Linked DNA regions of Mus musculus: region 1 is linked to region 2. A link is a contact called in public HiChIP or PLAC-seq data. All regions are on one chromosome and are shown on one strand. The core of a region is the stretch at or near the end of the contact, and the rest is flanking DNA. Distances in the headings are between cores, read along the strand shown.

What was found. HiChIP or PLAC-seq counts read pairs in DNA pulled down with a chosen protein or histone mark.
Region 1: an H3K27ac HiChIP or PLAC-seq map of embryonic stem cells shows a contact between it and region 2, with 6 times the contacts expected there. The contact joins the promoter of Sgo1 here to the promoter of Kcnh8 in region 2. A contact is called at or near these places in 2 of 39 promoter capture datasets (cranial neural crest and embryonic stem cells), 3 of 484 Hi-C or Micro-C datasets (CD8 T cells, LSK cells and pro-B cells) and 10 of 115 datasets of contacts at active chromatin or transcription factors (astrocytes, differentiating embryonic stem cells, embryonic forebrain and 4 more).

The regions. Positions count from the first base shown.
Region 1 is chr17:53,684,591-53,690,699 of GRCm38.p6, forward strand. Sgo1 (shugoshin 1) reads right to left here and starts at 4,725. Exons shown (of 9, transcript NM_028232.2): 1 at 4,621-4,725; 2 at 3,400-3,530; 3 at 3,121-3,268; 4 at 2,494-2,690. The coding sequence starts at 3,262. It also overlaps the pseudogene Gm31532.
Region 2 is chr17:52,597,721-52,604,263 of GRCm38.p6, forward strand. It overlaps Kcnh8 (potassium voltage-gated channel, subfamily H (eag-related), member 8), which reads left to right and starts at 4,989. Exons shown (of 16, transcript NM_001031811.2): 1 at 4,989-5,160. The coding sequence starts at 5,085. It overlaps Gm27217 (predicted gene 27217), which reads right to left and starts at 4,940. Exons shown (of 2, transcript NR_155517.1): 1 at 4,523-4,940.

The sequences.
Region 1 (6,109 bases), core at 3,475-5,974, 1.1 Mb after region 2:
GTTCCATCATTCTCAACATTGAGTAGACGAGAATACTAGGAAAAGAGGAGTCCAACCACGTGCAAGGATTGAATGTGGATGGGGTGATGGTTAGAGTGAGCAGGCTACTTCACTGAGATGTGTAGCAGTTATGGAGGAAGAACTGGGCACAGCTTAATCTTAGCACTCTGCTGCTGAGGCAGGAAGAAAATCAGTGTAAGGCTAGCTGGGCTTCAGACCGAGTTCTGGGCTTGCCCAGGCGACAAAGAGAGACCATGCTTCAATAACAGCCAACCAAACAGGGAGAAAGGCCGAAGTGCACAGCATAAAAAAGCTGACAACACAGAAGACCTGTTAGTCTTCTAACAGCAGGAATGTAGAAAGAGAATGCAGGGCACATCTGGTGGCAAGAAAATTAATGGATCAATACTTTTAAGAAGAGAGACTGAATATCTCTACAAGGTTAAGAAACAAGGGCAAGCCAAATGGCAGCACACAAGTTTTGGTGATCTTGACACAGCAACAGAGCACATGGTTTAAATGAGATAGGGTTTTACTATACAGACCTGGCCAGCCTAAAATTAAACTCCCTATGTAGACCAGGCTGGGGTGGGCCCTTACAGAGATCTGAATGCCTGTTTCTCCAGCGCAGGTATTAAAGCTATGAACACCATGCTTGGTCCCCTTTTTTTAATTTCCCCATTTTTCTTTTTGAAGTTCTGTTGTGAGGGAGAAACAAAGAAAAAAAAAAAAAAACCAAACAGATGAAAACCTGACCAAGAGTGGTTTCACCTTGAAGGCCAGAGTTTCTACAGACACTACACCTCTTAACTATAATATAAATATATCACATATAAAATATAAAGATTTACTATAAAACATAGGAACTACTAGAAAATGGTAGTACAAAAGAAACATGCTTTTAAAACTTCTCTTCTTTGTGTATACATTTTTAAAACATTATTTACTTATTTGGGGGGAGGCACGAGGAAGCATGCATAGAGATCAGAGGACAGCTTCTTTTGGTGGGGGGAGAGGGTCAGTTCTCTTTCCAGCACGGCGAGTCCCAATGACTGGACTCAGCTCATCAGGATTGTATCAACCGGCGGCAAACCCAATGATGTCTTTGGCTCCAAATCTTCACTTTTCTTCCACAATTACTTTTGCAGTGCTGAGGACGAATGAACTCAGGACCTTGTACATTCTAAACAAGTATTCCACTTCTGAGCTACAGACTCAGCCCAAGAAAACCTTACACTAAAATATCTCAACCTGCGCATGGCAGCACTTAGATGGCTGAGGCAGGAAGACTTTGGGGCCAGTCTGGTCTACACAGTGAGCTTGAGACCAGCCTGGTCGACATATTGAGATCTTGTCAGAAACAAACAAAGAAACAACGCTAAGCTCTCTACTACTGAAAAACCAACCTTGCGCACTGAAGTACAGGTACAGGATGGCTCACAAGTGATCACATGCATGTGTGACAGAGAAACAAGCAAAGCACCTGATATTAAATGCTAAGTACATATCAGCAACTAACTAGTAACAATACACTTAACGGAAAGTCATCAATAGATGGCATCGAAGGCGCGAGAATAATAGAATTTTTCCCCCTACTGTTTTGAGGCTTATGTCATTAAGTAGTCACTGAACACTGGTTCTTCTAATTTCAGCAAAAACTCTGCGAAGTAGGGGCTGGAGGTATGTATGGCTCAGCAGTTAAGAGTGTGAACAGCTCTTTGGGAGAACCCAAGTCTGGTTTCCAGCACCTATTTCAAGTGGCTCAAAATGCCTGTAACTCCACTCCGATGAGGATCCAATGTCTCTGGCTTCCATGTGCACACACACTCACATACATATACTTGCACATACTCACATACATATATTCACACCACTCACACACACACACACACACACACACACACACACACACACACACAATTAAAAAGGAATTGTTTAAAAACTGGAAAACCATGGGGGAGATTCAGAAACCATTAGGTTTACACTGTACTAACTGAAAAAGGAGGAAAAAAGATTAAGTGTTGAAGGAAAACAATCTTTAAAAAGTAATTGAAATCTTAGAGAAAAGTCATGAAATCATATGTAGGCTTCAAAAATCTCTTCTAGAGATGAGGTCTCATTGTGCAGTTCAGGTTGACCCATAACTTGGGTCTTTCTGAGTTAGCATATTGAGTTCTGGCATCACAAAATCGCAGGTATACATGACACTCAGGAAGAAATAGCACCTTCTAGAAAGACAACTGTCTTCGATAACGTCAATATACACATTATATGTGAGGGCACATATATGTATGTTACTTATTTCTATATAACACCTAATGTTATCCTCTGAACTACACACAGACACACACACAGAGTAAATGGATATAATGAAGTATTTTTTTAAAAAGTGACTCTCCGAAGAATACTTAAGAATATTTTCCATATCTAAATCTATATAAAGCTGAACTGCATATGGCAAAACTACACAGAAAAGTTTTGTACTGAATATACCTGAGTAGTTTCTTCACTTTGTCGGGAAGTTAGCTTCTCTTTCAATGCATACAGCTGACAAGTAAGGTAGTAGCATTCTTTTCTCAGTTGCAGGATGACATCCTGTGCTTCTCTCACTTTGGATTTCTCATTTTCCAAAGCCAAGACTAACAACCTGTTGTTATCTTGGTAATATCTCAGTAGTGTAGCAGTGTTAGCTATAAGATAAAATTTTCAGTTAGTAAGCCTCAACCTAGAAGGTGAAGCAGAGGCTAGAGATATCTCTCAATGGCTAGGAGTGCTTGCTAAGAAACCAATGAGGCCCACAGGTCAAATCCCCTAAAGAGCCAGGTGTGGTCCTGCACACTGGTGACTCTATCTGCTGTGGCAGGACGGAGGGAAGGTAAGGTGTTAAAGGTGTGTGGAGACAGGAGGATCTCTGGGGCTTGACTGGCTGCCACAATAGTTCCTTGTTCAGTGAGAGACCCTTTGCAGGGGAACAGGGCAGAGATTAATAGCAGGACTCCAGAACTTCTACTACAGCAACACCCCACTGTGCTCCACACACAAAGAAACACACACAACACACACAAATGCCACACTTTCAAAGTAAGAATGCTGGAAGAAGACAACACAAAATTCTCTTACTGGGTACTTGGCCCGGTGCAACAATAAAGGACTTGCGTTTCCCAATCCCCGCCAAATTTTTATTCCTTTTTTCTTTCATTCGATTCTTAATGTCTTCAAGGGTATCTTGAAAGGACCTTTTCTGACACCTTTCCTTAGCCATCTTTGTCTTTGAATTAAAAACAAAACAAAAAAAAAAAAAACCAATGAACACTTCTCAGATATTTTTTAAACATAAAATTTAAGAAACATAGGCTGTTCATCAAGAAGGGATTACAAAAGACTAAATTGTAAACTTACTTCAAAAAAAGCAATATTTTGATTTTCTGCTTAGAAATATTAAGTCAGGTGTTGTAGAATAATCCAAGCTACTAAAAAGGCTAAGGCAGGTGGGTCATAGATTTATGCTTGGGCTACATAGTGAAATTCATCTAAAACAAAACAAGAAGAAAAAAGATGTTAGAATCAAGCCATCATAAGAAAAAAAATCCCATAAAATGTCATTCATGCTTTTGCTATAACCTTATCTTCTACTATTTCATAGGAAAGTATTAAATAACTCCAGAAAGTATCAATTATTCATCTTATAGTAAATATTCATTGGAGGCGTACAACATTCTAGGCTCTATGGGAACTTATTATTTTGGGACAGGATATTGCTGTTACCCAGTCTGGTTTTGAACTTAAGAGCTCTCATGTCCTTCCTACCTCAGCCTCCTGAGTAGCTGGGACCACAAATGTATGAGCCATAAGCAGACTTACTTTTCTTACAATGTTTATAGCCAACCTTTAGTGTTTAGGATTACAGTATTAGTTCAGAAGCAATTTATATGTATATCTGGGTTTCTGTTTGGCAGCTTTTCTCTAGTAATTTTGGGGCTGAGAAAACATGTATTCATGTTAATAACAGTAGCGTGCTTCAAGCAAAATAAACTTCCTGGTCTCAAAATTGTAAACTGTTGCCAACCACAATGTGTGCATATAATTGTCACCACAAGAACTATCTTGATTCATCTCCTTTTAGTTAAGTGTTTTCTTGAATCTCTTCTTGAGTATTCTCACCAGGACGTATTTTCCTCCACGCATAATGAAGCCTTAAATTGGTACTGTATATCTTATCTAACCCTTTATTTTTACCAATGTGTATATACGATAGATTGGAGAGGGGAGTTCAACAGAATAAATGCAACGACTTCTTATAAGAATGGGTGGGTCACCATCAAGTTTTAAAAGTTTGCACCGGAGACATCTGAGTGACACACAGAATGAATAACTGATAGAGTTAAAGTTAATTACAGTTTGTTCGCGTGCGCGAGCACAGTGGGATGGAAATCGGGCCTTGTGCGTGCTAGACAGTGCAAGTCGGCGAGAACACCCCTTCCTCCGGCCCCTATCTAAAAAGTTTTTGCTACTTTGATTGAGCAAAAGCCCTGTCGATTTCGGGGTGCTCGCTTTCGCGAGCGGAACGCGTCGTCCGGTCGGAGAGATACCTCCAGTCCCGCCGCCCGTACCGCTCCGTACCTCGGCCACTCAGGTCCGGACGAGCAGATGCAACCTCCCGCTCCGCCGCGCTCCGCAGCTACCGCCGCCACATTCGAAATTCTGCGTTACGCGTATCCATTGGCTGGCCGGACACCATCACGTGACACTCCGGCCCGCCCTTCTCCGTAGACGCAGCGCCCGGCCCCGGGGAATGGCATCACGTGGCGCGCCTGCGCACGCGCAGCTGTGGCTGGGGTGGGGTAGAGGGGGTGGAGTCAGGCTGGAATTGAGGCCTTGGCTCGGCGTCCGCCTTCCCACAGCCTAGAGATCTAGCGACTTTGAGACTGGGTCTTGTCTGGGTGCGTCCCTGACTTCCGGTTAGACCTGGGGTGTTGACGCAGGCCTGAGAGCCCAGCTCTCAGAAGGCTGAGGCAGGAGAATGACGAGTTCGAGTTGAAGCCTGAGTTGGAGCACGAAAGATCCAAACAGATCCTGGCGTGGCTTGTCAGGGCGCCCAAGGCCGCGCAGCTCTTGTGCTCCGGGGCGCGCCCGTGTGGCAAACGTCCATCCAGCACGTTTAGCGCAGGCTCAGCGAAAGGACTGATGTGAGAGACTGGGCTCTCCAGGTTCAGCCCGCTGGCGAGATCTGCGGGTGGGCCTGGCTGATTCAAGAAGAAACGCCAAGTGACAGCCCGATCCTGTCCTGTGCATTTACGGAAGAGATTTACAACCGGCTGCGCTCACCTCAGAAGTCATTGTAGTGCAGCAGCCGTGACTGAATTAGAAGGTCATCTTGTGGGATCCGTTTTTTAAAGTGCTTTCCCGGGAACAATCTAAACTTCTTTATCAGTTCCTGATAATAGTCAAGGAATTGGGTTTAGTCATGCTGAGAAAAGTTCGGCACGCTTACACATCAGGCAGCGTTACTGGGTAGTTCTGAAGGCACACAAAGAAAATGGGAAGGGGAAGGTGGCAGCAGGGAGCCCTACCACAAGACATTTGGAGCCTCCACAGTTGAGTGATTGCTTCATAAGTCATATCCTTGGCAGATGTCTTGTGCCATAAGGTAGATAGATATACGTAGCCAATATAACAAGTTATATTTTACTATGCTGGTCATCACACAAGGTTCACACTCTTAATTTCTTACCTAGGGTCCTAAGATTATCGTTCCACGGCTGCTCATTTATGGCTCTCTTCTTTGTTTTCTGTTTGTTTTTGTTTTTGAGACAGGGTCTTCTTGTAGCCCAGGATGACCTCTAACTCCTTACGCTGTAGAGAAGTCTCTCTGTGTACCTTTGACTGTCTTGGAACTCACTATATATTTGAGGTTGGCCTCAAATGCAAACAGATCCACCTGCTTCTGTCTCTTGAATGCTAGATTAAATGTGTGTACCACCATGTCCATCTCCTAAAAAAGTTTGGTTTTGGTCTGTTTATTTGGCATTCAAAAAACAAAACAAAGCAAAACAAAACAACGGGTTAAGGCAGGTTTTTTACACAGCCTAAGCAGACTTCAAATTCGTGA
Region 2 (6,543 bases), core at 3,739-6,238:
TAGCCTAACCTGGGCTTGAACTCATGACCCTCCTACCTGAGCAGTCCATGTACTGGGATTGCAGGTATGAACTAACACAGAAAAAGAGCCATTAATCTCTATCTGGAAAGAACTCTTTATGGGATAAAAAGAGAGAAAATAGGAGAGGGAAGCTAGTAATATGGAAGACAAAGACTGGACAGGTTGGGTAAAACTATAACGTCTGAGAGATTAGGAAATTGAGGGTAATTACCATAGAATTCCCATGATTGAAGAGTTCTAGCATAATAAAATTACTCCTCTTTTTATTGGCCTTATAAGTCAATTAATGAATTAAATTATGCCAGTTCTATATGTGTGTGTATGTGAAGTATGATATATATATATATGAAATTGTCATAATTCAATGAATATATATCATCATCATATTTTACTCATATATATATGCAACTACCATAATTCAGTATATGTATATATAATTCATATATATATACATATATATATATAATCATACTTCACTCATGCTCACCATCTAACTATACACAAACCCTTCCCATGAATCCAGTTTCTATGTGAGAGACCTGAGCAAACGGATAAAAGCAGAAGAAACAGAAGAGGTACAGACATCTTACTGCTGAGCTCCCTATGACAGGATGGCTTCAAAAGGCTATTATGATGAGACTTAATGACTTCCATTCTTTAAGTAGGCTCAGCATTGTGGCTTGGAAGGTGACTTGGTTCTGTGACTGAACTCCTATGGGAATTGTTCAAGAATTGAGAATGCTATTAGATATTCTTGTACATCCAAGAACTCACTACCCAACAAGTGCCTCAGGTTCATTAGCTAACTTTTAAAAATGAAGGTATTTACAAATAGGTCCAAGTCATACTCTTCAACATTTATTGAGTAATTATAGTACTTCACTGAGTACTATGTTTGCTTTTCACAATTAACTCACTGACTTATTGCAAAATTATAAGTAGGTAGTTGTTTCATCAGCAGATTCACATCTAGCCCAAAGCTGATGATTCTGGAGGCTTGCTCCTTTTTCCAGTTTTGTTCAGTCTTGGATGCCAGCACATTAGGACAGTGACATTCACATTCAGGATGACTCACCCCATATTGGTTAATCTAGAACTGCCCTAACACACACACACACACACACACACACACACACACACACACACACACACACACACAAACACACACGACTCGCTAGTGGCATTTCTTAAGCTAACCAAGGGGACAACCAAATTTCTCTCTTTCCCTCTCCCTCAGAGATTTATGATCAATGAGCTCTTCAAACAAGTCACACATGTAACTGTGTGATAGAAACAGAAAGCAGGTGTGTTATCTTCCAGATTGTTTTTTTGTTTGAGGATGGCAATGGAAGCCTTTGTTTAAGGATATGCAACTAGAAGGTGGTGACTTTCCCTTACCCTGGGTTGTTGAATAATTGTATTAGTTAGTTGACTAAGCTTGAGTGGGTCTTTATTTGCTACCACAACATAATTTTACCACCCTGGCTATTGAGGAAGTTCATGACAGTGGATCACAGGGCTGTAAGTGTCTCCTAGTTTTCCTTTGAAACACTCAGTTGAATACAAATGTGCCTTTTAAAAACTGGCTGCCCAGTGATCAAAGTCCAGTTTCCTCCTGTGATCTAAAACCGAGAATTTTCCATGGCCATGTTAGAAATCTCTAGCTGATCTTTAACTCTCTCTTTTTTCTTGAGCCTGAGTGACCTAAAATGTATTTTCAATATAAAATGCCACATAGTTACTATACACGGTTTGTTTTCCAGGATTCGAATGGGGTATGAGGGCTATTCACTGTTCATGCTATAAATCTTTGTGCAAGTCAATCATTGTTTATAGCTGCTTGAAATGAGAGATAGGAAATTGTAAGAGGATTGGCTCCAAACTCACTCTTTTATAAGTGTGTGAAGAGCCATTTGATGCAAGAGTCAGTAATATTTATTGAATTTCCCAATGCAACTTTGAATTAGGAGTATGCAGTAGTTAGTCTTTATTTTCAACTTGACTGGATTTGGCTTGCCTCTGAGGGTATTTCCAGACCATTAACTGAGAAGAGAGGGAGGATCTACTTTTAATGTGAGGGCATCACCACATGGGCTCGGGACCCAACCAAAATATAACAAGAAAAGGAACAATGTGTGACTTCTCTTTGGGAGACATGTAACCTACAACAGACCAGACCATTTTACCCTCATCTATCTAGGTGAACTGAATGGGTGGGAGAACTATGGCAGCTATATCTCCAAGAAGTTTAGTTAGCCTTGACAATGACTAAGGAAAGCTGTATCCCTGCAGACAAACGCAGCTTGCAAGATATTGCAAGATATTCTTTGTGTTTGAATTCAGGGAATTTGGTGTAGGGAACTATGATCTTTCCATAAGAGCTTGAGGTTGTGTGTGTTGTGGGGCTGTGCTGTAGTATTGTCTAGGTCACAGAGAAAGCTGAATTCCTGCAGTGGAGAAGGATGTGCAATAACGTGAATTGGTGTTCTTTTGGTCCACCAGCAAAGAATTTTCCTTTAAGGAAAAGATAAAGTTTAGAACCATTGCCTATCAGGACACATTTCTGCCTTTGATTCGAAGGTGACAAAATACAAGAGGATTCAGCGTGCTTAGACTCCTGTGGTGATTAAGTCTTGATAGGGTAGTTTGGCCTCTAGTGCTACAAACACTTAACAGGAATATCAGTGAGTGTTTGAGCTGAGATTAGAGATCCTAGAACTCAAGACCCAAGATGAAAGATGCATTCCTGAGAAAGACATCCGGGCAGAAAAAGGAAACAAGAGGCACTGTGGTCCACTTACCAAGTTCAGTTTGGTGGGAGGCTGGGATCGAAGGTGAGTTAAGGGCAGGGATGTTGTGCCTAGTTCTAGCCTTGACTTGTTTTGGATACTGGAGGAAAGACTACATTATGGGATGGTACTTGACTGACTTCTTTTGCCACTGAACCCAAATTGGCTTTTGGGTTTCCATTACTAAGCCTCGTATAGTTTCTTTCTAGCAAGCCAGGCCAGACTAAAGAGGAAAAAGTAGTTGATGTTTTTACGCTCAGGCACACTTATAGTGGCTTACACATAAATTTCATGCTTAGCTTCAAGCCACTTCTCACTCTTCCATTGGCAGAAGCGGTCTGGGTTTTCTTGGGCGCCAGGAACCGCCCAAACAGAAGCAGAGCAGGGACTCCCCCATTTCTCTCTCCTGGCTCCGCCCAAGAGGGAGCCAGCGGAGCTCAGCTGTATGGGGAGGGGGTGGGAGGGCAACCAAGCAGCTAGGTTTCCCTGCAAGGAAAAACTAGCTCCATGCAGAGGTGGTGACGGAGAGGGGCACCGCTAATCAGCAACTGTAACCGGAAGGAAAAGAGATACACAGCCTGAGCCTTGGAGGGTGGCCACCCACCCGGAATCCCCGGCCCTCCCGCTCCTGCGTGTGTGGGCGGATCTGGAATCTCAACACAAAGGGAATCCTCGGCAGCAGGAAGTGCATCACGAATAAAGGGGACCGGGGCGGGGACAATGAGCCTCCTCCTTTCCCTTTCCACCCCGCCCTCGCGGAACCCAGAGCCGCAGCGAGGAAACCCCTAGAGTCCCTCATCACTCCAGGATCCCCAGGGATTGGAGCAAAGAGCCTCCGCCAGATGTTTTGGGGCTGCTTGCACCTGCTGCCACGCCCGGATCCTGGAGGAGGGATCCCAGCGGTTGCTGCAGCACCGCAGACACCTGTTCGCGTTTCCCTCCTTCTTTTCCGGGTGCAGCAGCACCTGGGCTTCTGTTTGTTCTCTCCTGGTCTCTTAACTTTCCCTTTCTTCCTTGCTAGGGCTTCAGTGGAACCAGGGCTCCGCAGGTCCCTTTGCCCTCCCGCAGGGATGCACCCTAGGTTTGGGTGGATTTCTTTCGGAGAATGTAGGTGGAGAGGGAGTCCCCTCCTGAGCCCTAGGGAAAGGGGCAGGGAGACCGCTTTTAGTTTTTCTGAAAAACCGGCAGTTCCTAGCACCCAACCAGTCGAGGGGCTGAGGGTGGGGTTGGGGGGACCCTTGCCGCGGTGGAGAGGGGATCACTTTGAAACTGTTTTTACACGAAAAAGCAAAACCAAAAAAAAAAAAAAACCTAACTCCCCTCTGTTAGTTCCACGTATTTTATAAATCAATAAAAATAAGCAAACTTTCTAGAAACACTCTATGCACACTTCATGGGAGAGTGGGAAAGCATTACCCATTTAAGAGGGGTTTTTCCCTTTTAGTTTTGGTGGTTGGGGGGACAGCAAAGTGAATTTGGCGAGGGAGTGTACCTGAATTTCCTTTCAGAGCTGAGGAAGGAGAGTTTACAAAACCTCACACCTGGAGAGACCCTGGTAATCAGAGTGGCAGGCATTCAGCTGACTTGGAGCTGGGAATGGCAGGTGCACCGGAAGGGGGGCACCTCCCTCCGGAGCCCCAGGCTGCCTTTGCTACCTAGGACACCACGCTGGGGTGCCTCCCCCTCCCAAGTTCTAGGCGGAGGCGGGTTACCTGCAGTGACCTGTCTCCTCCTCTCCACGACACCACACCCACGGGACTCTGGTCTCCCGGGAGAGGGACAGAGCTGGAACAAAGGGGTCTTTGTTCCCGGTTCCTGGGGGGCGGGTGTTGCTCTGGCTCGCGTTTCTCTGTTCCTCAGCGTCCCTGGGGGTACTCGAGGCTTAGCGCCGCAGTCTCCCCAGATGGGGCGCCGTCCTCCACGACCCTAGAGCGCGGGTCAGGGCGCGGCGCCCCGGGCCACCGTGAGCTCTCGAAGGCTCTACGGAGAGACCCTAGGGGTGTCTGTGCAGAAGGAGGAGGGAACGGCGGAGGACGCCTGGAACGAGGCGGGTTCAGAGCTATGATCACGGGCTGCTCTGGTCACAGTGCAGCGGCCAGGGAGTAGCTCCTTCTGCTGCCACCCCCTTTTTTTGCCCGGCCCCATCCTCTGCACGCCTGGCCCCCCGCCCCTGCCGTCATCACGCTCCTGGTGGCTTCTTCCAGCTTGGCACTTTCCTACAGAGCCATCCTTGTGGACAAACTTTGATGGGGAATTTCACACAGCGCTGGAAAAATGCCGGTTATGAAAGGATTACTGGCGCCACAGAACACCTTCCTGGACACTATTGCCACCCGTTTCGACGGAACACGTAAGTAGGGCTTGCCGGAGTTGCCCGTTTCCCTAGGATGGGTTTCTCTTCGACTTTTGCTCCCTCTCCTCTGTTTCCATCCGCGCAATAATTTGCCTTCATGTCAGGGTAGCCAGGGTATCTTTTAGTGGAGAAAGGAAACAAAATAAAACAAGATTCCCCCAACACACACACACAAATCATAAAAGCACTTGGTATTGGTTTAGGTGGATCACTTGATTGCCTAGGTCTGGAACACAGAAACACAGGTCTGAAAATGATCAACAACTCGCGGTGGGACCTGTGCTGTGCTGTACCTTGAGTAGCTTGGTGCAGGGTGAGATGCTGTGCACTTTATTTTTCTAGAGTTCTGACGCTGCCCGGGTTAGAGTTTGGAGGTTTTCCAGACTCCTATGACTTTTCATTCGAATTTAAGAAATCCTGCGTAGATTCATGGAGGCCAGGTGTGAGCTGTCCATAGACTTTTCTGAGTGCTGGAAGTCTCTCAGAATCTCCCCTCTTAACTCTGAAATTACCGCAACACTTGAGGAAAGACTATTGAAGAAGGAGGAGTTGAACATTGTGAAGACTAATTCGACCACAGGGAAAGTTTCAGAGTCTTTTGAAGTGAAATAGTATTGAATATCCGACTTCTTGTGTTGGACTGGGAAAAAAAAATTCTGAGTGCAGATAAGGTGTTTTTTGTCCTTCTGGAAAAAGCCCGGGATCTTTCAGGACCACGGTCAGGTCCTCTCCTCCAGGCTTCTTGTGCTGGAGCCTGGGAATCTTGTAATTGGTTATAGCCCTGTCCTTAAGAAATGCTGGCAGTAGGTCCCACCAGGATACCTACATCTTCATTATAGGAAGTTTCTGTGTGCTCGTGGCCCCTTTCCTGTCTGTTTCATAAGACTCATATAGACTCATTCATTCTAAAAGCTTTCTCAGCAGTTCAGGGTGTTTCTATTTTATATTGTGGCCGTGCATCTCTTGGAGCCCGTGGGAGATTTAACATCTCCTTCCACTTCCACACAGACTGTCTGGACGCGCAGACCCTTCTGAAAGGGTGGGATACAAGATTTTAATCTTTTGGAAGAGTTGGGCAAGTTTTACATGCTAGAAAGGTGAAGTACTCTTTGATTTTGTTTGGATTTTGTTTTTAAAATTTAGCCTCATCAAGGCTTGCTCACTTTTTTTTCCTTTTTTGTAGCTGTGTGTGTGTGTTTTTTTTTAAATACTCCTTAGAGGTATCCAGTCTTTACCTTTTCGTATTGTGTTTTATTAGATGACAATAAGAAAATTATTCTGGCACTGGTTCAAATCCCGTCCACTGACACCACCTTCATAATCAACACTACTGATTCTAACTGCTCTAAAGGTGGTGATATACTGCCAACATCCGCATCA